Linked DNA regions of Hordeum vulgare: region 2 is linked to region 1. The links are chromatin contacts, called in public Hi-C maps. All regions are on one chromosome and are shown on one strand. The core of a region is the stretch at or near the end of the contact, and the rest is flanking DNA. Distances in the headings are between cores, read along the strand shown. Region 1 holds the start of LOC123408314. Region 2 holds the start of LOC123427650 (GDSL esterase/lipase At5g45910-like).

Region 1 (5,500 bases), core at 2,641-5,140:
GTATATTGATAGTAAAGGCAAGGAGGTCACATACAAAGTGGGTGATCGAGCATATCACCGTGTGTCTTCTCTTCGAGGAATCAAGTGGTTTGGTATTAAGGGAAAGTTAGCACCCACATTCATAGGCCCCTACATGATTCTTGAACGCAGAGGAGAAGTCGCATACAAGCTGGAATTGCCAGAAGGTTTGTCAAGAGTTCACGATGTCTTTCACATTTTCGAGCTGAAGAAATGCCATGCTAAGATGTCTGATATTCCTTTGAGAGACATAGTGCCGCTAGAGGCCATACAACTTGACAATGATCTAATTTATGAGGAGAAGCCCATCAGAGTCCTCGAGACTGCCAACAGAGTGACCCGCATCAAGATTATCAAGTTTTACAAGGTTTCATGGAGTCACCATACCGAGGAAGAAGCCACATGAGAACAAGAAGAAGACCTTCATCGAGAGCACCCGCACCTATTTTCCAGTCAAACCAAATATCGAGGGCGAGATTCATCTTAAGGTGGGTAGGTTTGTAACATCCCAAAGTTTCATTTTGCAATGTTTTACAATTATATTGAAGCATCTATGCGTTTTGAGTGAAATGGAATGTGAAATTTGAATTTGACTTCATTTCAATTTGGCATTCAAAATTATATTCATAATCCGTGATAAAATACTTTGATCAAAAGGTATGAGAGGAGGTAACATGACACCCCAAAAGTTAGAAGAAAATAATGCCAAATTATTTGAAAGTCAAACTTGTTTTATTTGTTTTATTGGAAAAATAATATTTCTATAAAGTTTTTATTTTGCCCCTGGAAAATAGGTCGCCTTTTGGTATTTACATTTTCTATTTTTTTTGGGGGTATATAATATCCTATTTCTTTATTTTGCATTTTAATTTTTTTTCTGATTTGTTTTCTGTTATAAAAATAAAAAATAAAAAAGGTCCACGCGCACAGGCTAGGCCAGGCCGGCCCAGCTAGCGCCCAGCCAACGAGCGGGCAACACCGAGCACCCAGCCCCGCCAGCACGAGTGCTTGTCCTAGCATTCACTCGCACACACCCACGCATGTGAGATACTCCCACGAGCCGCCGAAGCTGTTTTTCTCTCTCGCCTCGCTAGTCTCTCTCTCTCTTTCTCGTTACACCCTGAAGCTGGGACCCACCCGACCTTCTTCCTCCTCCTGCAGGGAACAAAGAGGGATATTTCCATGCTGCCCCGTGTCTGTGATCTCTGGGATCCGATCCTCGAAGCCGACCCTCCTCCAAAAAGTTGTCCTACAAATAGCCCGGGACTCCCTCGTTCCATTTCTCTATCTCGCTCTTCCACATGCCGCTCGTAGCCGTTGCCGTCCCCGTTTGGATCTTGCTAGCTGGAGCTGGTTCATCAGAGAGATTCATCACCATAAGCTTTCCTGACCCTTTTCTCTTTGCAAACATTGGACCCTATGCTCGAGGCGCACTTTATTGACATGCTCGTGCATCCTCACGACGCAGCAGAGACGAGCCTGTTCCTATTGGAGTTCGCCGAAGCATCGAAGCTAGATCAGCTCGCCTCGCTTCATGCCGGCTACCTTGGCGCACACTGCCACCACCATCAGGATGCCCATGCCGAGCCGCGCGCCGCCGACACCTTTGTGTTAGAGTTGTGTCGAATATTGTGTATAAGGTAGGTTACATTTGGACTTGTAGTTGTATTGTGTTTAGATATGATATGGAGTCGTGTCCAAGCAGGACACTTGTATCCTAGGCCTCTCATATATAGCGGGGCTAGACACATGATGTAACCTATGCCAACATAATAGCACATACACGCAGGGGAGCCGGCGGCGTGTGCCGGCGCCCAAGACGGCTAGGGTGCGGTATTGTGATGGTGTCACTCGGAGGAGCGTCCGTAGTCATGCCCCGAGGATGTAGCCATATCGGTGAACCTCGTTAACAAATCTCGGTGTTGGGCTCGTGTGATTGTCTGGTCCTCGGATGATTGACGGAGTGCCTCGGTTTTATTCTAACAAGTGGTATCATGAGCAAGGTTCAAGGAGGCTGCAAATCGTCGGTCTAGAGGTGAGGAGCGAAAGATTCGTCGGATTGATTGTGCAAAATTCGGTTGGTTGAATCGACAACTGCGGAAGGTTAATGGTGCGGCGTGGTTCTATTCGGTTTCCTGGAAGGTATGAGGCAGCATCTTCGTGCAACAACATATAGCATATTTCCGGTTTCGATGAGATCGGTTCATATGACGGCGGCGTAGCGACCTCGGGCTGGGTCATGGGCGGACATGACACAGGATGGAGCATGGTTGCAGTCGGATATTTTCGGTTGGGTCGGACGGGCAGGGACTGTCTGACGGATCGACACAGATATTGGTCAAAGCAAAAGACGATGGTGATTTCAACAACGGCGACGACATAGGAGCTGATGTTGATGGTGACCGACTTCTGGGGCATGGAAACACGTGGTGCAGGCCTCGGGGCTTGTGCGGCTTCGACAAGACTATGCGTGGGGTTGATTCAAGGCAGTGTACACATGAGAGCTTGAAGTTGACAGGGCGCGGGGTAGCATAGCGAGCTACATAAAGTCATGTTGATGGTGGAGCTGGAGTCTGGTGGAAGACTTCACTCTGTGCTGATAGATGGGCTACGGCGTAAAGACATGGAGAGTCGAAGCCTATTTCAGCGGATAGCGAGAGACACGTAGATCGGACTGGGTACCAGGGGTCTGATGGAGACGTGATACTCGGCACCGGTCGATGATGATCGGTGGTACTCTACAGTGGGTGGTTGAGTGGTGTGGGTTCGTGACCCTTGATACTCGACCAGGACAGCGGAGGTCGACGCGGTAATAGCGGCGAGGCGTGCGGTACGCACGGGGCATGGAGACGGGCCAGGGCTCTGGTGGTCATACATGTGGTGGGACAACTGCGAATTTGACTCGGGATGACTACAAGCAATGGGGAAATTCCTTCAAGTTTCAGACGGGCGGTCAAGGAAGAGCGGTGATGTTGAGTTCAGGTAACTCTTATGTGCGACACCCAATATGAGTTGTTCACTTTCACGCAAGTCAATGATCGGTGTGTAATGCTGTTGGATACTCTGGAAGTTGGGAGCACAACAAGAGTAATGTGGAGCTTAATTTCGTTCGAGCGTTGACTATGGTCAGAAAAAGAAGGAACTACAAGTTGCAGGTGGAGTCACATGGAGCCTTTGGAGTAGCAGCGGTGCTCATGGGATAAGCTCAAGTCCAATGTACATGGAAGTTTGACGCATGGACGAATTTAATGTGGTGGAGAATATTCGCCAAGGTGGAGTTTGTTAGAGTTGTGTCGAATATTGTGTACAAGGTAGGTTATAGTTGGACTTGTAGTTGTATTGTGTTTAGATAGGATATGAAGTCATGTCCAAGCAGGACACTTGTATCTTAGGCCTCTCATATATAGCGGGGCTAGACACACGTATGCCAACATAATAGCACTGGCACGCAGGGGAGCCGCCGGCGTGTGCCGACGCCCAAGACGGCCCGGGTGCGGTATTGTGACGGTGTCACGGGGAGGAGCGCCCATAGTCATGCCCCGGGGATGTAGCCATATCGGTGAACCTCGTTAACAAATCTCGGTGTCGTCCTCGTGTGATTGCGTGGTCCTCGGATGATTGACGGAGTGCCTCGGTTTTATTCTAACACTTGCTGTAAGCCGAACCCTCGTGCATCTACTACCACTAAAAATGGACTAGAAGACAGATTCAAATCATAATCTCATCCATCTAATCATCCCATCAACGGCCTCAAAATCTTCGTTAACGAAAGTGACTCGCCAACGAAACACTCAGCCGGCAACGCACGTCCCCGCTCCCTCAATTAACCGAGTAAAGGCTACGCCAACCGCTTCATCCCCGCTCGCCCCCGGGACCCCCCACCCGCCTGCCTTCGCTGCTCGCTGCCGCCGCCACTCGCCCCCACAGCATCTCTGCCCCAGCCCGCTCGCCCTCGCCTCCCTACTTCTCTCTGGCGGCGCATCTTCAGAATAGGACGATCGGGCCGACGTCGCACCTTCGGGAGAGGATGAGAGAAGAGGGGAGGAGAAAGAGAGGCCTAGAGGCGTGCTTCGACGACTGCGTGGCGTGCAGAATTGGATCGGGGCGCTTCTCCACAACCGCAGCGCGACACCACATGCCCAAAATCAGATAGAGGATCGATCATGCAGTTCCCGTTCCGCCGTCCGCCGGCGTCGCCGGCGCCGTTTCTGTTAGTCCCGGGCAAAACACCGCACGGCTTCAGGAGGACACCTCGACCGCGGAGGATGACAGCGACCTGAGGAACCTGATGCGCTGCTGCAGCCACCTCGTCCAGACCTACTTGGACAAGAAGAGTGTCGTGGCCGCACGTGGGAACCTACACCGCGAGCTCGACGTCGTCGCCCCGCGCTTCGCCGAGGCGGCCGGACGCCATCGGCTCTGCTTCGTGTGGCGGGACGTCGGGACGCCATCGGTTCTGCTTCGCGTAGAGGACACACGCATGGCCGACGGGATACGACGCACGTGCGCCGTGCTCTGCAATGCGGCAGGCCTGCTGAGGGTAGCGTCGGAGGGGGAAGGGGGAGGAGACGGAGCGATGGGTTGTCAGCTGCGGCACATGTCTGATGCGTGCATGGCGGTGTTTGAGGCGTTGATGCTCGCGCATGCCCTTGAGTGCTACTTCGAGCTCGCCGTCGCGCCAAGAACCTTCAGTCATGAGGCCACCGTGCCGGAGGTCTTCCATCTCAGGTTTGTTTTGTTTACCGTATTCCCACAATGATTTGCTGCTTCAACTTTTATTCCAATACCCCTCAAATTGATTTAAGCAAGAGTATGTCCCGAATCACCTTTTTAGCTACTGAAGATTTTTGCCATCTGCCCATGGTTCTGAACTTCATTTGTGATTTTTCAGTGATGCACATCTTTACTGTCATGTTTATAGTCGGACTATTGCCATCTACCCGTGGTTCTAAACTTCATTTCTGATTTTTCAATGACGCACATCTTTACTGTCATGTTTATAGTCATCAAGTACTCCTTAATTTTAAGATGATATTAACATTTGTATTCCTGAATACATGGTGTTGTCAAGAATTTTACCATGCCCACTTCTTTCCCACTGAGGTAGTTGCCGCCTGCAGCCATGCAGAAGTGTCATCACCTGCATCTCCTCTTTGTGTTCCCGTCTCTCCATGCCGCACGAGGATGCAGTCACCACATCTATGAGTATGTAATTCATCAATTGATAGCTTTTCTCCTTGTTGTGACTTGGATCTTTCTACCTTCTTCAATTTCAATTTGAATGGCAGTGTTTGATTGAATGTCAAATAAAAATCAACTTTATCTTCACCGATTAATGGATGTGGAATCTGAAATATATTCTGAATATTCTGATTATTACTTGCAAGTTATATTCTAACACACTGCCTTTGGCAAGGTTGTCAGAATCGCGATTCTAAATCGGATCGGAGCTCCACTAGTAGGATCGTGAATCGTAGCTTCA
Region 2 (5,684 bases), core at 2,500-4,999, 260 kb after region 1:
AGGATGCTCCGGATCACCAGTTGTCGATGAGCGCGTTTTAGTCAAGCATATAGTTTTTTGGGTTGCCTTGGCAAAGGTGTCCATGTGTAATTTACTTATGAATTTTTAGTAAAATGTGATTCTCTCTTGTGAGATAAAATGAAAAGGCATTTTTTTAAGTAAAATATCATTGTCTTGACTCTGGTAGATCAAATAAAATTGAAAGCTTAATTAGATGAACAGCCACAACATCACACATTTGCATCTAGCCCTCACGTATGTTATATAAGTGTACCCCATAAAAGTCACATTCGGGAGCCAAACTACCATTGAACCGAATCACTCTGGCGTAGCCAAGAATAAATGGAGGATGTGCACACACAAAACCTAATCCAAATGTCAAAAAATATTTGACAAAAAAATAACATAAATAGCTCAGAGCAACTCTAATAAAGTCACCATATCATTAACCTCTATAACGCATATGGAACACGCTCCAATTTTTTTTTCTCATGTAGAACTTGTTTACCCATGGTTAGAAGACATTTTCGCTCTCAATAATGAACGTTTTTTAACTAGGATTTAAATTTAGATTTCAACTAGAATTCTAACATCAATTTACAAAATGTGTTTCAAGAAATATTACTAGTAGGACTAAAGAAAATCATAGAAGAACCATGCTTCTCTCTACGAGCTCTTCCTCATCTTGTAATTGACCTCGTGGGTGAAAATGCGGCTACGATATTGACAAGACCGAAGCAACAACCATACGGACAAATGCGTCGTTGACCAGGTTGAGCACAAGAGGAAGAGGCCAGGCTTCCCTCTCGGGTGAACTTGGAGCCAAGCCAGTGGTGGCCTTAGGTATTTGCTAAGTAGGAGTGGGAGCGGTGAGAATGGGTACTTGCTTTGTTGGGCTCAACTTGATGGGCTACTATTTTTTGGGCTTCGTAATCTATAACATATGACATGATAAAAAAAGAAATTCTTAGAATTCTGAAAACCCTACCTGATTAAATCACATCACTAGTATATATATTCTTGTCCAAGCACTCAAATACTGTTGGTTTAAGTTGAAACCCCACTTAAATTAATTTGATTTATCTTATTTTTCCTTTCCTCAAACCGATGAGTGCATCGATCGGTGCAATGACCTATGGGTAACACAAAGAACGCATCTCACAACTTACAGCCGACACAACAACAATAATAACAACAACAACAACAACAATAACAAAAGACCTAATCAATTTACTTGCCAATATACAACCAACGATTACAATGCCTCCAACTGAGATCAAGACTGTAGAGGCGTCAAAAAGATTGGAGGTCACCTTCCCGTGACACGGCCTATGTAACTTGCTAAGCACATTACAAACCAAAACCCGCAGGCACACACGCACACGGAATTGTATGAAGGCGTGGTTCACACGTAGAGAAACGAACGTATGGTGTAGTTTAGTCATGGATCATCATGTCATGTGTGTTAATAACAACGAATCAATAGACCATGTCGTCGCGGACGACGCTGGCGAGGGGTGGATGCGCGTAGGGGCCCTTGAGCCAGGTGTTGGCGATGAAGCGGTAGGGCGCCTCGGTGAGGTGGATGCCATCCCAGCTGACGTGCGCGTCGGGGTCGTCGCACACCGTAGCGCCCGGCAGCCCGCACGACGAGCTCATGTTGTAGTTGTACGGGCCACCGCCGCCGCAGCACGCCCTCAGGGCTCCCCTCTTGTACCCTGCACTTGCCCACAAATCTCGTTATTGCTACTATCATCTTGGACAAATACTCTCTTCTTTCTGCTCTACTTTTGTCTCTACTTAATAAAGTTGTCTTTGCGTAATGAGTGAGCGTGCGACGAGGCCTGAGGCCGTGTTAATTAGTGGAGTACTCCTACTAGATGAGGTATACGTGGTTCAATCATGTAAAGCAGATGGCAGTTGTGTTGTGTCCCTAACTAATAATGGGCGGAGATTAAGCCGATGCAGTGCCAGGTTGGCCTGAGCATGGATCGATCGAACCCAGTCTTGTGTTGTGCGTTGTGCCAAGCTAGCAGATGCCACCACTGCGTGAGGAACAGCTATGCCTGCGTCCTGCGTGTTGCGTGTTGGCAGGTGAAGTCACAACAACGATGTTGCTCTGGCCTCTGACACAGGCGTATCTAGAGCACCATCAATACCCCCTATGATGCCTATCCTAGGAAGTAGGAACACTACCTTTGCTGCACTGCACTGCACTCATCAGGACCAGCCTTGTTGCCCTGGCCCGAGATCCTCGCGCGACGCGTAAAACTGCCAAAAGGACGGTGGACGCTCAATCACTAGTCACTACCCGCGCCGGTCTGCGTAACTGACATGCTAGTGCGTGACCAGCTCTGAGAGGCTGAACCTGGAACTAACAGCCACGAAGGTGGCCGGTGCCCCCTTCCACATTGAAACAGAGCAGAACAGAGCACTCACACGCTACTCTACTCTGCTGGTACCAGGAAGGAAGAACTAACAAGGGGTCAATCAAATCAAAGGAGGAAAAGGGAGGTGACTGAGACCGAGACTGAGACGGACCGTAGAGGTGAGGCGTGCGTGCGAACTGGATGTAGGGGGTGTAGTAGTCGGCGTAGATGATGCGGGAGTCAGGGCGGCGGCGCTGGAGCTGGTCGAGGGCGATGCGGAGCATGGCGTTGTGGTAGAGGGCGACGCTGTTGAACTTCTTGAGGCAGCCGGTGCGCGGGTCGTAGTCGCTGCGGTCCTCGGACGGGTACATGGTCAGCGTGATGGGGATGCACCCGGCGGGGAGGTTGCCCGGTACCACCACGTGCCGCGCGCCCTCGTCCAGAATAGCTTCGATGCCGCCGATCATGGACTCCACCACCTTGGGCACCATCTCCGTCTTCACCTTGTCCAAGCTCCACTCCGCCTTCCACGCAAAGCTGTAGTCGTTGCCGCCGAACTCGCCGAACACGAAAAGCGCCTTCCCGAAAAACTCCTTGCACTCTGCAAATTATTTCGTTGTTTTTGTTTTGTTTTCAAGAAACAGACAAGAAAACTCAGAACCGATGTCTCCCCTTGACCAGCGCGCGCCTTGCGTTAATTACTCTAGCTAGCTACCTTGCGGGGAGGAGCAGACAGTCTCCTTGACCTCCTGGAACCACTCGAGCTGGCACTTCATGGAGGTGTTGAACGGCGGGATGCTCCACACGTTGTTATCCCTGAAGTACTTGAGCTCCAGAGCGGTGGCGCCCATCACCGCGAAGTTGGCGCCCTGACTGAAGTTGGTGCCCTTGTTCGCCGACGGCGGCAGCAGCGGCACCCCCAACGCCTCGGCTGCATGCACGCATCAATCAGTCGGCCAACTATCAATCTCCAATCGTCCATTCAGTAATTCACGTCTAAACCGATCGAGCATGTACGCTACGTACCCAGGAAGTCGATGACGAGACGGCCGTTGGAGCAGCGGGCGTAGGGCGGCGGGAACTTGGGCATGTTGGGCAGCTTGCCGGAGTTGATGATGACGAAGTTGCCCGTGTCGGAGAAGGAGTCGCCGAAGCTGAATATGGCGTTGTAGTACTGCGGCAGCGGTGCCGCCGACGCCATGGCCCAAGCGGCGGCCAGACACAGGAGGATGCACCACGACGGCGTCCTCTCCATGGTCACCACCAAAGTTGGCCCCTCACCAAACAGTGTGCTCGCGGAAGAAACGAGAGAGAGAGAGAGAGAGAGAGAGAGAGGGGGGGGGGGGGGGGGGGGGGACGCGGGCATTGAACGGCTAAAAGAGAGTGCTTAGGGGATTGTTATATACTAGCAGGGCACATGGATTACAACTTACTACTGCGAGGGTACGTGGTGGTAATTATGTCACCTTGTTTAAAAAACAACTTTCCCTTCTCAGTGGGTGGCCTAGCTATGATGGGTCAAGCTATGGATGGATGAATGAATGGAGAGGTACGTGGCTTTGATGGGAAGGTAGCAAGACATGGAACACATGCCTTGCTTGCTTGGTGGGTTTTTGAGGGCATGTGTCACCTGGTGACAGCTATCACTGACACGGAAGGGATATGTTTATCACCTTCTTCTTAACGATAATCTACTAGCCGTTAAGGGGGACAAAACCTATTTCGCCACTGTTGGAAGAGCACATACACACATGCATCTTCATGTGCAAGCCCAATGTTTTTCTTGTACGCACAGTAGACGATAGCAGCGCACTACTATAGACACTATATTATTTATATAGTACTACTATAAGCAAACAAAAAAATCATCAAGATTCCTCCTAGTACTATTACATGTTTCTCTCCCATGTTCATCTGGGCAGGGCCGAGGGTTAGAGTCAAAGGGAAGAAGGCATCATAATCATACGGCAGGGCACGCAGTAGAGAGAGAGAGAGGGGCAGCACTAACACTCCTCAGGTAGGCGTTAGAAAATAATTATTGGACGTCTGGCTATCTCCATAACCTCCACCCCCATCCCTATCCACGCACGACGGTTCATGGGCAGCCACCACAGCGTATCCTCCCATCGTGCTGCGCAATCGAGTCGTATCGCCTCTGCCATTGACACCTACCTGCCTGTACAAGGAAAGGTGTATGTTATCCCTTCCGCAAAAAAAAAAGAAAAAAAAGAAGGGAAGGCGTATGTTATGGGGTAGTTTTTATATCTCGGGTGCGTGACGCCAACGACTTTGGCCGCGCTTTGTACCATGGAGATCGTAAAAAAGTTCACTTGACGACCAGAAAAGGTAGCGGGGGCAAAGTGGGAGCGTGGTGTGAGCGTGAGATTCCGGCTGGTGGAAACGGACAAGGGAAGGTTACCGGCCTTTCATTCCTCAACGGCTCGCTAACTGCAACGTGTAAGTGATTGGGATGTGGGCTCTATAAAAAAAGTGTCCAGTTATTCTGTTTGCAGCTGCGCTGATCAATGAGGAGCTGCCAGAAACAGAGCTGCAGCGTTGATCAAATTGATTCAGCAAAAGGTTTCCGAAGGAAATGATGATCATCAGAGATAACTGCTCCCTCCGTCCTATAATATAAAAACGTTTTTAATACTATATTATAAAAATATTTTTATATTATATGACGTATTTGTAGAAAAAGGACATTTAGCTTCGGTTTGGTTGGGGACTAATGAGCCCGGTTCTGCCCCGAACCGGGGCTAAAGACCTTCCATGTGACGGGGCTGAGAGCGAGGGGGAGGGGTATTAGTCCCGGTTCGTATTACGAACCGGGGCTATTTCTTTGCTTTTTTTTATCAATTTTTAGGGTTTAGGATTTTGCACTAAATTGGATGGGGCTATTTTGCTGCCCTCAATTTTCCCATTTATTTGTTTTGGACATTTTTTAATTCTTATTTTGCATTAAATTGGATGGTACATACACAATAATAAAAGAACAACTATATTGCACATCATCGTCACGAATATATTACACTATCTCACCCGTCGTGCTTTGTCGAACATATTACAAAATGTTGAAACGAGTTACACATATGCACATATGTCTCTTTTACACTATAACATTTCATACCATTCTAGTCGACGAGCAATAATATTCTCCCTTCACACCTAGGACCTCTGCATCTAAGAATCCGACAATTTCCTCTTAAATTGCTCGTACACGTTCCTGTGGTAGAAGACCGTTCCGCAACCGTTCGATCTAATTTAAAGAATGGGTCTATATATATATCAATGAAACCGAACACAATTCACGAT

The links. A called contact is a pair of places that touch in the nucleus more often than the background predicts.
Region 2: a contact with region 1 is called in a Hi-C map of seedling, with 2.8 times the contacts expected there. The contact joins the promoter of LOC123427650 here to the promoter of LOC123408314 in region 1. A contact is called at or near these places in 2 of 6 Hi-C or Micro-C datasets (leaf and seedling).

Annotation. Positions count from the first base shown.
Region 1 is chr1H:155,078,476-155,083,975 of MorexV3_pseudomolecules_assembly, forward strand. It overlaps LOC123408314, which reads left to right and starts at 3,891. Exons shown (of 2, transcript XM_045101446.1): 1 at 3,891-4,746; 2 at 5,139-5,261. The coding sequence starts at 4,307. The coding sequence ends at 5,223.
Region 2 is chr1H:155,342,185-155,347,868 of MorexV3_pseudomolecules_assembly, forward strand. LOC123427650 (GDSL esterase/lipase At5g45910-like) reads right to left here and starts at 3,750. Exons shown (of 4, transcript XM_045111745.1): 1 at 3,396-3,750; 2 at 3,085-3,300; 3 at 2,542-2,970; 4 at 1,211-1,718. The coding sequence starts at 3,735. The coding sequence ends at 1,480.